Linked DNA regions of Sus scrofa: region 2 is linked to region 1. A link is a contact called in public Hi-C data. All regions are on one chromosome and are shown on one strand. The core of a region is the stretch at or near the end of the contact, and the rest is flanking DNA. Distances in the headings are between cores, read along the strand shown.

What was found. A called contact is a pair of places that touch in the nucleus more often than the background predicts.
Region 2: a contact with region 1 is called in a Hi-C map of omental adipose tissue, with 1.8 times the contacts expected there. The contact joins two enhancer-like sites. A contact is called at or near these places in 3 of 47 Hi-C or Micro-C datasets (mesenteric adipose tissue, omental adipose tissue and subcutaneous adipose tissue).

What each region holds. Positions count from the first base shown.
Region 1 is chr1:136,543,992-136,551,792 of Sscrofa11.1, forward strand. The region is part of intron 2 of SCG5 (secretogranin V); the gene reads left to right. Among named protein-coding and RNA genes, the nearest start is that of SCG5, 22 kb to the left of the region's middle. Within about 2 kb of position 2,945, at least 7 of the 83 cell types and tissues checked have an H3K27ac peak or open chromatin away from gene starts, as enhancers often do. A contact at or near this core is called in omental adipose tissue, where this site is marked.
Region 2 is chr1:136,845,962-136,853,762 of Sscrofa11.1, forward strand. It overlaps FMN1 (formin-1), which reads right to left. Exons shown (of 22, transcript XM_021098316.1): 15 at 7,136-7,282; 16 at 5,979-6,038; 17 at 2,089-2,209. Among named protein-coding and RNA genes, the nearest start is that of GREM1, 230 kb to the left of the region's middle. Within about 2 kb of position 3,385, at least 6 of the 83 cell types and tissues checked have an H3K27ac peak or open chromatin away from gene starts, as enhancers often do. A contact at or near this core is called in omental adipose tissue, where this site is marked.

The sequences.
Region 1 (7,801 bases), core at 1,695-4,194:
GGATGCATCATTGTCACTGTCATTCCCTCTTCCATCCTACCACATATATATCTCCAGATGTGAATGGCTTCAGGGCTGGAAGATGGTCATATCTATGGTCATGTCCTATGTTCCTTGTTCCTTTTCCCCCGTGTCCTCCTAGGCTTGACTTGGGTAAACTGCCTACAAGAGTTGCATGCTAAACTTTGGAGGAACTAGTTCTCTCCCTGCCTAACCCCCACCACCTGACAAAGTGCTCTGCTGCCTATCAGTGTTGACCTTAAGAGTTCAGAACCTTTAGAGTTCCTGTTGTGGCTCAGTGGTTAATGAACCCAACTATATCCATGAGGACACAGGTGTGATCTCTGACCTTCCTCAGTGGATTAAGGATCCGGTGTTGCCATGACCTGTGGAGTAGGTCACAGACTCAGCTTGAGTCCCACATCACTGTGGCTGTGGTGTAGGCCACCAGCTACAGCTCCAATTTGACCCCTAGCCTGGGAACCTCCATATGCCATGGGAGCAGCCCCCAAAAGACAAAATAAATAAATAAATAGAGAGTTCAGAACCTCAGACTGTAGTGAGGATGGATGTTTCCTGAAAAACAGTAAGTGGCAACTTCTCCAAACTCAACCATGCTATTGTTTTTTGACCATGACATTGGTATAGAAGTATCTTCAAAGTCAAGAAGACAATTTAGTCAGTTGCCAAGCCAAGAGCAAAGCTTGGTCGTGTCCACATAAGAGATGTTGGCCTAAGGGTGGTGTGTGGATGGGTTGGAAAGCGTGTTCTCAGTGGCTTGAGAGCCGGCTGTCCACGTGCTGGTGTGTCTGGCAGGTCATGATTAGTGCACTTACCGTGAGCCATGCATCCTATCAAAATATCATCTTTTCATTTCCATTTTTACTCAATAAATAATTATAAAATGCCTACCACATGCCAGGAACTGTGGCCTTGATACATTTGAAAAACAGCCAGCACACATCTAACTTATTTGCTTGGGATCTTTGTGAAATAGGTAAGAGAGTCAGGCTTCATCTTCTTTTAACCTATAGTAAAGGTTAAACTGACCCAAGGAATTGAGTGGTTTTACTGAGTCGGGGACAGAGCAGGATTGAACTGCCTTTCTTCTCACTTCTCCATCCCTGGATGCCTTTTCCATTGGTGCTTCAGTCTCAAGGCCTCTAGAGTTGTTTGAAGGTGAAAACACAGCAAGGTCAGGAACCAGGTGTCACACACCCCTCACTCCAGGGGTGGGTCGGCTGAATGGGTGTGATACAAACAGGGACCAGGAGATGCAAAGAGGAGTAGCAGGGCCCATGTTCTCTTATTGTGATTAGAGCCTCCCTTGTTTAAGGAGCTTAGGTCTTGGGAGTTCCCTGGTGGCTCAGTGGGTTAAGGATCTGGTGTTGGCACTGCTGTGCCTCAGGTTCAGTCCCTAGTCCAGGAACTTCCTCATGCCCATGCCATAGGTGCAGTGCAGTCCAAAAAAAAAAAAAAAAAAAAAGATGTAAGGGAAAAGGGACAGATATAAATGTTGAAAGACACACGTACAGCATGCCAAGATAGAAGCTGTGAGCCCAGGTTGTGGTTGAGATAGTCACCATGACAGGAGCTCTGGAGGGAAGTAAGGCTCTGGCCTCAGGGAAGCCTTCTCAGGTCAAGTGGAGTTTAGCTGCATGCCCTTGAGGAGGTGGTCACGTGGATCATGGGGGCTTAGTTTCAGGCATGAAGAGGTGGGAGGAAATAGACTCGTTATCTAGAATGTGTTGAGTGCAGAGTGGTTGGGGATCAAATAGAGGGTGGCAAGAAGGCTGGACACTTTTAAGATTGTCGCCACATTTCTCTACTTAAGAGTATCTGGGGGGAGTTCCCCGGTGGCCTAGTGGTTGAGGATTCGGTGTTGTCACTGGTGTGGCACGGGTTTGATCCCTGACCTGGGAACTTATGCATGCTGCAGGTGTGGCAAAAAAAAAAAAAAAAAAGAGTATCTAAGGACAGGAGCCCATTGTCCATGTCAGTTGGGACTCTAAGTTCCTGCCTCACACAGCCTGTCCCCTTGTCTGCAGAGTGTTCCATGCAGATAAAAAGGCTGCCCCACATCTGCAGATGCCTTTGACGGCAGCCGAGGTAGCAGGTGGGAGTGGGACTTGGGTAGTTCTTTTGGTTTTGGTCAAATACATTTGCAGTTAGGCACCAACACCATTGGGACTTCCGGGGATGGGGCAGGTGTTTCTTCAGTCACAAAGTATGTATGGATGTCACAGGGGGACTGGAGCAGACACGCCTCCTGCCATGCTCAGCATGTGCTGGATGGTCCCTAGACCAGCTCCTTCTACTAGCTGCTCCACTTTCCCTGTGGGGTTATTTATTTATTTATTTATTTTTAGTATTAGATGACGATTTTATTATTTTTTTAAATTTTTTGATTTTCATTTTTTTAAGTTTTATTGAAGTATAATTAATTTACAAGGCTGTGATCATTTCTGCTGTGCAACAAAGTGACCCAGTCATATGTATACACACATTCATTCTCTTTCAGATTCTTTTCCCACATGGATTATCACAAGATATTGGGTAGAGTTCCCTGTGCCATACAGCAGGTCCCCATGGGCCAGTCATTCCATATACCTCAGTGTGCATATGCCAATCCCCAACCCCCAGTCCTTCCCTCTCACCCGCGTCTGTGGGGTTATTTGTTTGGACACACTGACTCGGAAGCTCCCAGGGGGCCAGACACTGACCCCTCCCAGTACTGTGGGGAACACTGGTCCCACCGGGGGGTGCAGAGTACATGGCATTCGGTCTGATCAGGATGGAGTGACACTCACCCAGGGCCCTTCCAAGCAGGGATCGGGGGCCGGCTCGGGGCCCTCCTGGTTGTCGCCCCCACTAGCCTGTCAGAGTTTATCTTTGCATGAGACAGATTGTGGTGAAGGAGACAGTCAGTCCAGGAGACTGGCCTGCCCTGAGGAGGCTCAAGGGACCTTCCTGGTGCCATCTTCCTGGTACGCGAGAGCTCGGCAGCCTGTGTCAACAAGCCCAGCCCTGTTTGGACAAGATGTGGTTGACTAACGTTTTCCTCTTGGGCAGTAGGAGTGGACGGGCCTGCTGGGAGGAGCCCCTTTGCTGTAAACTACAGAGATGCCTGTCTTCTGAACCGAACCAGCGGGTCACTTCTGCCTCATTTTTTTTTTTTTTTTCCAATCCTTCAGCAGATGATGGGAGACACCATTTGTTGAGTTTGTGCAGACTCTAAATACTCCTTGGTCACTGGACTGTGCAAAAATATGGCAACAATGCAGGTGCTATGGCCTAGAAATGTTTCCGAAGGCAAGGGAGGAAAAAGCAGTTCTTCTGACAGTAAATGATACATTATACTAATATCAGAAGAATTTTTTTTTGCATGTGTGGTCAGTGAAGAGAATTTTTGGCAGTTGGTTCTCATTGAAGGAGGTCTGTATACAGCACGCTGGAGCCTGGTCAGCGCCTCTGGCTTTTTTTTTTTTTTTTTTTTTTTTTTTTTTTTTTCACATGCAGAGCTGTGGTGCCTAGGGGTCTGGGCTGTGACAGCAAGACGTGACTGCAGGCAGGGAGTGGTCAGCTTGCGCTCAGCATTCCAGATCCTGGCTGTGAGCAGAGTAAGTTGCTGGTATCCACACAGCTTTCTCCCCAGCGCCCCTCCCCAGCCAGGCCTCCCAGCCTTGCTTCAGTGTGTTCATCTGTGGTCCAAGACAAGTCACATCTCTAACCCCCCAGTTACAGCAGCCAGGAGAGCATGTGGATGCCCATCAGCCTTGCTCCAATTTAAGCAGAGGAGTTGAGCGGCAACCAATGGGATCTCCATTGCCGCAAGTGGTACCAAGGCTCTTTTGATGCAGAAGCAGTAGGAATATAGGTTTAGACTTCTGCTATTTCCAGATAATTTTTAATTTCTCCAAGCATATTTATAAATAGAGCTCAAATCATTCATTGGAGAGGGGAAAAGTGCAAGAAAATCAAATGCATTCACCTGTTGCTTTGTTCGATAAGAGATGCACACACAACATCTGTGTGTCCTTTGGTGCCTGGTGTCCTCCTCTGGGCCCAGCCTTTTGGTCCCAGGTGGACCCAGTGGGCAGTGCCAGGACAGGACATCAACTTCTCACTTGCATTAGCCCTGGTACTTAGAACATTTGCCTCTATGAGTTTTGGATAGACCCACATTTTCACCCTGCCAATCTGATTGTAAAGCTCTAGAATCCAGGGAGAGCACAGCACCTCGAAACTGGCTTGACTCCCAAAGTCAAGTACCCTTTGAAAGAGGGCAATTTAGTTTAATTAAAGGTTAGGAAGCACTCTCTTTTGATACCTACAGAAGGAAACACAAAATGGAATATGTGATCATGTTCTTTCTTTAAATGTGGTTCTAGGAGGACAACCAATAATTTATTTTGTGCCTTCTATGTACCAGACACTCCATATGTAGTTATTTTTTAACTAAGAAATCCTGTGCTTCCCCCTCACAAGGGTAGGTTGGGGTGTAGAGTGGGTGAGACCTTGGCCAGGACTGACCATCTGATGTGGCTGAGGGTCTGGATTCACATCATGATTTTGACTCCAGAGCATGGCTTTCACTCTCAGCACCCATGACATTGGGCCATGGAATTCTTGGTTGTGGGGCCTGCATCCCTGACATCTGCCCCCTCCATGCCTCCAGAACACCAGCATCGCCAACCCATAATAATGTCCCCTGCCACTTGTGACAACCCGCAATAATATTATCCCCTGCCAACCAACATCACCCTTTGTGGAGAACCAGTTCTCTGTGGGCTTTATTTTTTCCTGCTGCAGTGCATTCAGAAGGCAATTTGTGGTACCTTTAAAGACTCTCTGTGGCTGGCTTACTTATGTTTATATTAATTGTTTGTATTATAAAATTGATAAAGGCCATTGTGGATGATTCAGAAAATAAATTATTGACAATCTTACCACTTAGAAATACCTACTTTCAACGTTTGGTGCATTTCTTTCCAGGCTCTCTTTCTATGTGTATATATATATATGTGTGTGTGTGTGTAGTAAAAAAAATCATACTGTAGGAGTTCCCTGGTGGCCTAGTGGTTAAGGACGATGTGTTGTCACTGTTGTGGCTCAGGTCACTGCTGTAGCATGGGTTCAATTTCTGGCCAGGGAACTTCTGCATGCCTCAGTTGTAACTCCCCAAGAAAACATACTATAAATATTTTAACGTGGATTTTTATACCTAATATGTTGTCAAGACCATTTTCATACATTAAAAGCATTGCTGTAATTATTTTTACTAATTGGATTATATCCTATGTTTATCCCACAGTTTAGTTAGGCATTCCACAAATATTGGACATTTAGTTTTTCCAATTTGTCCCCAGCAAAAGCTTTGCTTCAGTGGACATATTTGCACATGAATCTTTGTGTAGATTCCTGATAAATTCTCTAGGGTATATATTTCTATGAAAAGAAAAAGTGGGTCATGTTCCATGCATATTTTTAGACTCTGTTTCCTACATACTGTCAAATTGATTTCTGTTAATGTTGGGCTCTCTCTTCCTCTGTTTGTAGGAATCTCAGCCGGCTTGTTAACTATGAGCATTACCTTTTTAAATCTTTTGACCGGCAAAAATGACATCTCATTGTTTTAGTTTGTATTTATTTGATTACCAACCACATAGACCACCCTTCTATTATATAACTATTTGCTTTTATTATTCTCCAAGACATTTGTTAATGAGTTGCATTGTTAGTAGATTAATTAGTAGACTTAATTGTGTCTAAGATTTACTGCTTGCCTTTTTCACAAGGCAGACTTGTAACTGAAATTCCTTAAGTTTTTAGCAGCAATAGAGGGGTTGAACTCTGGGCAAGGATTGGGAGAAGAGGTGGAAAGGAATTCTTGTGTATAAATTGGAGATTACCTAAATTAGAATTAACTGAACCCTGAATTTGGCAGAAGAAAAGAGAATAGCTTATGCCTGAGGTCCTCCAATGGTGAGAGAGATGTTCAGAAATACCTGGTCCGAGAGTTCCTGTGATGGCCACCAGGTGGTGCCATTGGCCCAGGACCATTTGCTATCTGGTGCAGGAAGGGTGGGGGGGTGGGGTGGGCAGAGAAGGTGTTAACAAGTGAGTGAGGTGATAAGCTGCTGAGTGCTGGTCAAACTCTAGGACATTCACTCATTGAGTATTTGTAAGTAAACTGCTTGTGATCCCGTGTTGGCATGGTACGTGTGTGTCTGCGTCTGTGTGTGTTTATGTGTGTGTGCAGAGGAGGAAGGGAAGGTTAGGGCTGGTTATTTACTTGTTTATTTACTAATTGAGACATAATTCACATACCATACAATTCACCCATTTAAAGCATACACTTTATTGGTTTTCAGCATAGTCACATCACCACAACCAACTTTAGAACATTTTTATCACCTTCCAAAGAAAGGCCATTCCCCTTAGCCATCACCCTATCCCCATCTCTGCCCCCTCTCCTGCTCCCTTCACTTCCTATTCCCCTTTCCCAGCCCCTGGCCTCAACTAATCTCCTTTCTGTCCCTCTAGATTTGTCCACTCTGGACCCTTCCTGTAAGGGAGTCTTCAGTGGGTAGGCTTTGGTGATAGGGCTGTTCTTGGGCTGGTATTACTTGCCCCAGCTGACACTGTCCCAGCTGACTTTGTAACAAGAGGCATCAGGGCAGCTAGATAGACTGTTTCAAGTACTGTGGCATTACCAGGCCTGTTAGGCTAGAGAAAGCTACCTAGAAAGCAGTTTTCTCACCTGATGGATAACCAGAATCTCCTGAGAAGCTTTTATGTTATTTATTTTTTGGTCTTTTTAGGGCCACACCTGAGGCATATGGAAGTTCCCTGATCAGAGCTACAGCTGCCAGCCTACACCACAGCCACAGCAACATGGGCTCCTAGCCGCATCTGAGACCTACACCACAGGTCATTGCAACGCCGGATTCTTAACCCACTGAGTGAGGCCAGGGATCGAACCCATGTCCTAAAGGATACTAGCTGTGACCTACACCATAGCTGAGGCAACACCATATCCTTAACCCACTGCACTGGGCTGGGGATCAAACCCATGCATCTTCAGTGACCTGAGCTGCTGCAGTCAGTTTCTTAACCCACTGTGCCACAGTGGGAACTCTGAGAGGTTCTGAGTCTTGTTTCATTCATTTCACTGTAAATTCACTTCTAGGAACAGTTATTGCAAGATCCCTAGTCATGTGTGTTCTGCTAGAATTTTTTATTTATATAAATAACACATGACCTGCTGAGAACCGTTTAGTCACCTCCAGTCTCACAGAATGTTTTGAGTGTCTGCGTACGTGAAAAATACTGAAGGGGCCCAAGAAAGGTAAGGAGGCTACAGTGTCATTAAATAGGGCTCCAATGCATAATAAATCCTGAGGAAGGTCCCTGGTGGTTCCAACATTGTAGCTGCTGTGGCATGGGTTCGATCCCTGGACTGGGAACTTCTGCATGCCATGGGTGCAGCCAAAAAACAAAAACCAAAACCAAAACCCAAAAAAGTTTAAAAAATCTGAATAAAATAAAATAAATTGTGAGACTAGTCTCTCTTCCCAACTGTGATCTGGGCCAGGGATGTCAAAGGGAACCCAGTGTCTATTTGTCTTTCTGGTTTTGGTCTCAGAGGATCGTCTCCCTCGAGAGTCATTCTTCTCTGCCTATCAAATGGGAGATGGACATCAACATGAGTAAAACCCTTGGAGTTCTTGGGTGAAAAGCTTTTCACAGTGTAAATGACATTTCTGTGGTTGTGCACCCCTCCCCCACCCAAGAGTCC
Region 2 (7,801 bases), core at 2,135-4,634, 300 kb after region 1:
TGTTCAGTTTTCCTTCAGAAGGTAGCTCCTCCAGCTTCAGAAGTTCTTATCTTTCCTTACAGCTACCTAAGGAAACTGTGACTGTGGAGAGGTCTGGGATGACCCTATGGGTCTCCCTAGGGAAATACAGTCTACCCCAGGGCACAGCTCTGGAGGAACTCCTGTCTCTCCACTGCCCTAATTCACACTTCTTTTTTTTTTTTTTGTCTTTTTAGAGCCGCACCTACGGCATATGTAAGTTCCCAGGCTAGGGGGTCAAATTGGAGCTGTAGCCACCAGCCTACACTGCAGCCACAGCAATACCAGATCCAAGCCACATCTGTGATCTACGCTGCAGCTCACAGCAACGCCAGATCCTTACCCCACGGAGTGAAGCCAGGGATCGAACCCACATCTTCATGGATACTAGTCAGATTTGTTACTGCTGAGCCATGATGGGAACACCCTAATTCACTCTTCTTAAGTCCTTATTCTTTACCATCGTCCACACAAGGCATCAAAGGGATGAAGCTGAGCTGGGATGCCTGAAAAAGGCAGCCTATGGCAGGAAGGCAGGCAAAGAGGAAAGATCCAACATAGATCAGGTTTCTGCCCCCAAGATTATAGGCAAGGGAAGGCCACAGGGTTCCCAAGGGCTGGGGGATGAGAGGGGATGGGCACTCAGGGATGGTCACGGCCCCAAGAAGCACAGGTCTTCTGTGCTACTGCAAAAGCCACCCTAATGACTGGACCTAATTCTGCCACTGGAGAGGGACAGACAAAACTGCCACGTGATGGCTTACTCCACTCTCTTTCCATAAGCATCAAGCCCCTCATCTTAGTCAAGGATAAAACTGTCGGTTTTCCAGGAGAGGGAAAAGAATGATCACAAGTTCACGTATCACATTCCAGAACCAAGTATCCATTTGGTTGAATTGACGCTCCTCGCCCACGTCAACGGGAGGAGAAAAAAAAAAAAAAAAGAAAAGAAATCCACATGTTCCTTTAAAAATAATTTACAAGGTAAAAATATTCACTTGTAACCACTATCCTTATTTAAGCAAGTTTTACGCCCAAAGTAAAAATAAATGGCTCTCCCTGCACCAGGAGTAGATCTTTCCCATTTTACTTCCATTTCCAAGCTGTCCTCTGTCTAAGACTTAGATTTCTGAGCACTCTTTCACAATAAACATTTTGAAAATGTTTATTTTATGTCTTCGTGTAAAAATATTCCTGGTGCAAGCTCTTCATTTCCTCAAGCTCTGCTTTTGGCGCGCTGGGCTCCATTTCCACATTAACACGCTCCCTAAATCCTCTGTAGAGCTCTTCAATTGGAGTTATACAAGCTCCAAGGCAAGTATTTATATTCTTGGACAAGGAGATGTCTCCACAGTGAAAACACAAGACTCGAGAAATGCCAAAGGAAAATTCCTGCCCAAGAGAGACATATTTTCACCTTTTAAAAAAGCCAAAGAGGGCTTTCAGCATTTTGCTTTGGATAATTAAAAATGTAAATGCAACTAAAATAGAATGGGTCTTGCTATCATTATTAGACTCATATATATAAACCAAACATATAGGGATGTATGTGTATGCCAGAGCGAGAGTAAGAGTGTGTGTGTGAGAGAGAGAGAGAGAGAAAGGCAGCAGAGTAAACTAACTTAGAAAATGCAATGCATGAGATTTTCTAATCAGACCTGACCTGCCTCTCACTGGCTATGTGAAAAAGCTTTTCTAAGCCTCACTTTTCTCATCTATAAAATGGGGTTAGTGTAGTTCCTGCTTATTTGGATTGTTAGAAGAATCCTATAGCACAACAGTAAGAATTCAAAAGATTGCTGTTATTAAGATTTTATCTACTATACATTGGAAAATGTAGGTACAACAGGATGCAGATAAATAAGCACTAATTAACACTAGTAAAATAGAGAGATGTGTATGTAAATACAGTGCCTCCAAATAGGACATAGAGATGGAAAGTTTCATGAGGACGGGAGTATATTGTAGCAACTCTCACCAACTCCATTCCATGAGCCAGAGAGAAACAATCCCCCTTAAATCAGTTAAAAATCTTATCTATTATCATCATAATAAAACAGTTCCTGTTACCTTCTAGTTGTCTCTTCAGTTTTCGCAAATCTTTTACAAGGTCTTCAAATTTGACTTGGGAGGCCAGAAAGAAATCTTGTGGTTCAGGCAGGGGGAAAACGCTCTTTTCTGTTCCTGCTTCCTAGAATGTACGGTAAACAAAAGCACATTATACTTCCCAGTTGCCACTTTCAGTTCAAATTCCAAACCATCTTTTATTGGATGGTCAGATGAGAATCATACAATGTTCCTTTGCTATTCCTCACTTGGGACAGATTACTTTGAAGAGCTTTTGTGTCTTTCTCAGTGATGTTTTGGTCTTCTTGGCCCTGAAGTTGGCCATGGCTATGGCATAGGCTGGGTTTTCTTTTGCCTTTTGAATCAGAGAGAAAATGGTCAGGTATGTCCTCATCTCAGCCACTCTCTTCCCGTGGAGAAAGGAACGGGAAGAACATATGAAACTACTTGAATTGAAAGTCCCCACTGAGTTTCACATGGTAGCAATTAGATAACTCATCTTTGGGGTGTGCCAATGGGTGTGAATTAGAAGGTGCTGGATTAGCAGCACCACAGCAGAAGAAACAATCATTATCCAGTATGCTTTCACCTACCTTTCTCTGCAGCTTAAAGTGTGTGCGTACGTGAGTGTGTGATGCAATTCTTTGCACATCTGCAAAGATTTTCCTACTGCTGTTTGGCTTATCTTAGCATGTATTTGCAAGGCCATGGCTGGATAGGGTTTTGACTACCTCTAAAACCATACCCAGTAGAGGATCTAAGTGGAGAAACATCTCGAGGGCCACAACCTGGGTGCACCCTGAGAGATCAGCCTCCCCTCGAATATCTTTTCCCGTCCAGCTTGCTCTCTACTTGAGTTGTTTAAATGTACGCTTTGTATCTTGCATATCTCAGACAGTCTTTCGTTTTTCTTCCCTCCACACAGCCTCCTCTGCCAGCTTTCCTTCACATTCCATCTCCCCTACTGCCATTAGGACTAATTCCAAACTCTAAAACTGCTTTACAAGGCATTTTATGATCTGGCCTCTGTCTCCATCTCCAGCCTGATTTCTCCCTTCTCCTATCTCTAACTTCTTCTCCTCAACTTTCATGAAATAATAGAATAGGCCACAATCTATTGCCTCTAGGCTTTGTCTATAAAACTGTCCCTTTCCAACCTTTCTCCAGCCCCTCCCCACACCCCCTTGTTCATATTGCTCCTTCAAGTCTCAAAACAGTATTACTTCCTTAAAGATCTCCCCTAAGCTCTGGTGCTTGAATGTTTCCCAGAGCCCAGCTACTTACCCTTATCACAGCACGTAACATAAAGTCACCTTGTTAGCTTGTGTGTCTTCCCCACTAGACTATAAACACTAGGAAGGTAGGCACTGTATCTTGTTCTTGGTCAAGTACGCCCTATCTAGCTACCAACATACTTTGTTTGCTGCCATTACAGAAGGCTTATACAATGCTGTTCTGGGAATTTTGTACCTTTGGCAGGAAATATCTAATTCTTGGTCTCTTCAAGAATTCCCCAGGCCCTCCCCTCTTCGTTTAAGACCTTTAGCCTCACTTGGGATGCTAGGAGAGGGTGGTTTTCCTCATTTGAATGGAAAAATATTTTATGTGATGAGTGTACTATTTATTTTCCTCTACTTATTATGGAACACAAGCCACAGCATATCAGCCCAAACACAAAACCTGACACTCTGGACAGCTCTGGCTCTCTCCTGATAAGGAAGTGGCTTGCCCTAGCAAGCTTGCTCCTCCCCCTTTTGATAAAGAAATGGCTTGCCCAAGCAGGTATGAGGAAAATTTCAGACCCCGGCCAATCAGCAGAGGCCCTACCATCCTTTCCCTTACCCCCCGGCTATAAAAACCAGCATCAAACCTCCACTGGAGGTTGCCTTTCCCTGATTATCAGAAAGTCAGCCTACTGTGCTAGCAGCATTTCTTGTCTCAATAAGCTCATCTTTCTCTTTACCTCGCTCTGAGCCTAGAAATTATTTTCCAACCCACACAGGGACCACGACATGTACTTTACTACTTTATAAACAATGGAAGTGGTACCCTAGTCTGAGGTATCAAGATGAAACAGCATCTAAGATGCTTGCCACAAAACTCCATGGTAACCCTATACACTGGAAGAATTCATGCAAGTATCTTTCTGTTTTTCAAAACTTTTTTTTTTTTTTTTTTTTTTTTTTTTGGTAAGCTAGAAAAAGAGAAAATGCTGTTGAGGAAATCAGCTTGGTAGTAGCTCTTAAGGAAGTTGCTCAACTAGAGTTCAAAAGACATGGCCCTACATGGGTTTCTTTAAACTTCACATAGACTGAGACTTACACCAAAAATCAGGCATCAGTGAAAGGAAGCTTGCAGCAGGAGACACCTTTCTTCTGCTAATTGTCATCACCACTAACCACAAAAATCATTATTTACGCTCCTAAGAGGGACAGGATTGCTTAATAAATACCGTAATTCTGTACTCTGGTTGAGCAAAGTGCATTTTGCACAGTGAAAACTGGGAGAGCACCACACAAATGTTGACTTATTTTTCTTCAACTGGACAATCTCATGCTAGAAACTAATCTGTCAGCTTTCCTGCTGTGAGGTCCATCCCACCTCTCCTCAATGAGAGTCAAATTCCATAAGCAATTTCATCCTTTCTACACAGTGCATCTCACTTGGATGAGGCAGATGCCACAAGGTAAATCTGCTCATGCCAACCTTAAATTAGAACTGCCACTTCAGGTTTCTTCAGGATAATTCTTCTGCCCCACTGGTGGGGCACACTCAGAACTCTGGGTATGCACACACTGCCCGAAGTTCAACACACCTGCTCCATTTTACCAGAAGATACCTCTCACCTAGTTCTTTACAGATGCTACTTATTATCCACCTGTGAATATTTACAGTGCACACAACTCAGCAGGTGTTTACCAAGCACGTACATCATGGACACTAAAAATGAAACTACAAAAAGTTCTGGACCTCAATGAACATTGCCGGGACACTAGGGAATTGTTCAATGTTATCTACATACAAGGAAATGGTAAGCCAGCTGGTAGTTACATGACAACAATTAGATAAACCCACATGGAAGGTAGGAAAGCTAACTACAGACTTCTTCAGTGCTTAGCCCATCTTCTGCATGAAACTGTAGGCCTTCTGCAAACAAGACCCTGGAATCTTTACTTTTCTTCCCTCAGGGCACGGAGGAAAAACTCCCGCTTCTGTGGAGAGTTAAGCAGGACTCCTGACAACATTTCCCTGAGACTTTTTCCATTTATGGATGGCTGGGTTTCTCAACAACTTACAACACTACCTCTTTCTTCTCAAAGTGAGGACTCCTTGTTCTCCATTTAATGAGAAGGAATAAAGCACAGAAAATTGTGCTTAGGTGGATTCTCACAGAAATTTTTCTTTCTAATTGCCAATGGAATCTAAGCAGAGAGGATGAATTTCAAATTCCACATCTTCAACTTGTTCACAGATGAACATGGCTGATAAAGTATTGGGTATTACTGCATCTTAATTTTCTAAATTTTGGTCTGCATCCCAGAATCTTGTTTCTAATACAACCAATTACTCTGAATGGAGATGGATTTCACAAAGAACCTCCCAATCTGGTCAGAAGGCACTGGGTTAACTTGGGGTCTCTCTGAAGCTGTGTTACAGAGTGGATTAAGAGTCAGGAGATTTGTGCCACTGAATAATGCTTCTCTTTACAAGAGTCAACTAAATTCTCTTGGCTTCAGTGTTTCCATCTGTAAACCAAGGAGGCTGGATAGCTCTCATATTCTATGTTGGACTTGAAATTTATCCATCTATCCATCATCCAATTTCTACATGCCAACAATGTGCAAGAGTTGAAACCCCATTAGTGTAGTTTTCCACATAATGCCATTTCTTACCTGATCATAGTAACGCAGGTAGTATTTCACGACATAGTCCACCAGATTAATCCCATTATCCTAGGTTTCAAAGAGAAGCTTAAATGAAAATCATTCATATGAGCCTCTGCTATATTATACAAAGAGCTGAAATCTCACTTTGTAATTCTAATGCTTTTAATTTGTGATCCCTGGTCCTAATTCTGTTTGAGACTGGCAAAATTTGTTCTTTCCCCCTTGTCCCACCCTTTTAATTTTTTGGACATCTATGCAAAGAAATGACCTTTCACTATTCTTTGTAGAGGGGAATAAAAGAAACAGATAATCCCTAAGACCTCTGAGGTAGTGGCTAAGAACCAAAACCAAGCACAACACTGTCCCAATATTTTCTGGCATAAAGCCAAGAAGGGAGGGGAGTGCTAAAGGGAACCAGAGACTAGAACAGAAAACCGTCCCTCCCTTCCCACCTTTCAAAAAAAATGTGTGTTCTTAATGGCGTGAAAAACAATCAGGATGGCTTAAAAGGAACACCCGGCCACTTTATGACCCTGGGAAGCCAGGGGAGAGCAGGCCCTCCCACAAGGCAGCCTTTGTGTCTTGTTCACGTGGGTCTAATTCTAATTTGCCCCTGTGTTTCCCCTCCCTCTGCTCCCCCTGGCTCCCCATGGGATGCCCAGATATGGGCTGGTTGATTCTAAAGAGGTGGCTCTGCAGGGGTGTGGAGCCAAGTGATAATCAGGCTGGGAGGGTTTGACAGTAGACCCCCCAGCCCAATTGTTGTGGGCTGAAGAATAATGCAAAAGCTCAGCTCTACTGGGGATTCTATGCTGCCTGCTACTCAGGAGTGAGTAAATTACAAGCAGTTAAGACCAAATTCAGACAGACTCGAGCCTTGTGCTGTAGCTAATACTGCAGGCTATCTGTTTATTCTCTCATGGTGGGCCAACTTCTAATTGTGTGTTTTCGAGCAGACAAATATTGGGGACTTGGGCATCAAAAGAAGATCAAACATGAAAAACTTATTTTTATTCAAAAGAAATCGAAGGAAAAAATGAACTGTTAGGGGGAGAATAGATGTGAATAGAACAACCAGGAACATTTTTTTTTTTTTTTTAATGGAAGGTTCACAAGGAAAATAGGCAGACCATAGACATTCATTACAAAAAATAAATAAATACCCGACTTTTGACGTCCTTGAGTTTGGGCAGAATTTCTAAGCTATATCCATCTGCTTGTCCTCGAGTCCTATTTCCTCCATTCATATAATTTCCAAAAGCAAGAATGAGAGCTAAAATATCCTTCACACTCTTCATGTGCAGCAAGCCCTGGGAAGGCAAACCCCCATTATTACAAAAGCTGAACTCCAAGCGTACCTACGTTCATTCAACAGCAAATACTCACTGAGTACCCCAGAGGCTGTGTGCTGGCCATTACCAACTGGATTTACATCGGGTGAAATGGAATATATACTTCTTGAAGCCGTAAGTGTCTTTAAAAAAATACGTTAACAGCCATCATTTTCTATCCTTTCAATGAATGACAAACTGTGCATGTTTTAATACTGAATATTACGTATTGGTATTTATATTTCCTTTCAGCCAGTTTTGTTTCTTAAGTACTTATTTTAAAGGATTTAGAAATTGAAAATCGAGAGTTGTTACAGTTAGCCTTTGTATTTGATGGCTTTTAAGTGGAAAGGGGTTTAAGATCATTTGAAGATCTGGTTTTGGACTGTGTATCTATGTAAACAGCATGATTAAATGTTGGGTAGATGTAATAGCTAGCCTATTCTTCCTTATCCCTGGAAATAACCCTCAGAGGTGAACTACAATAATGTACTTCAA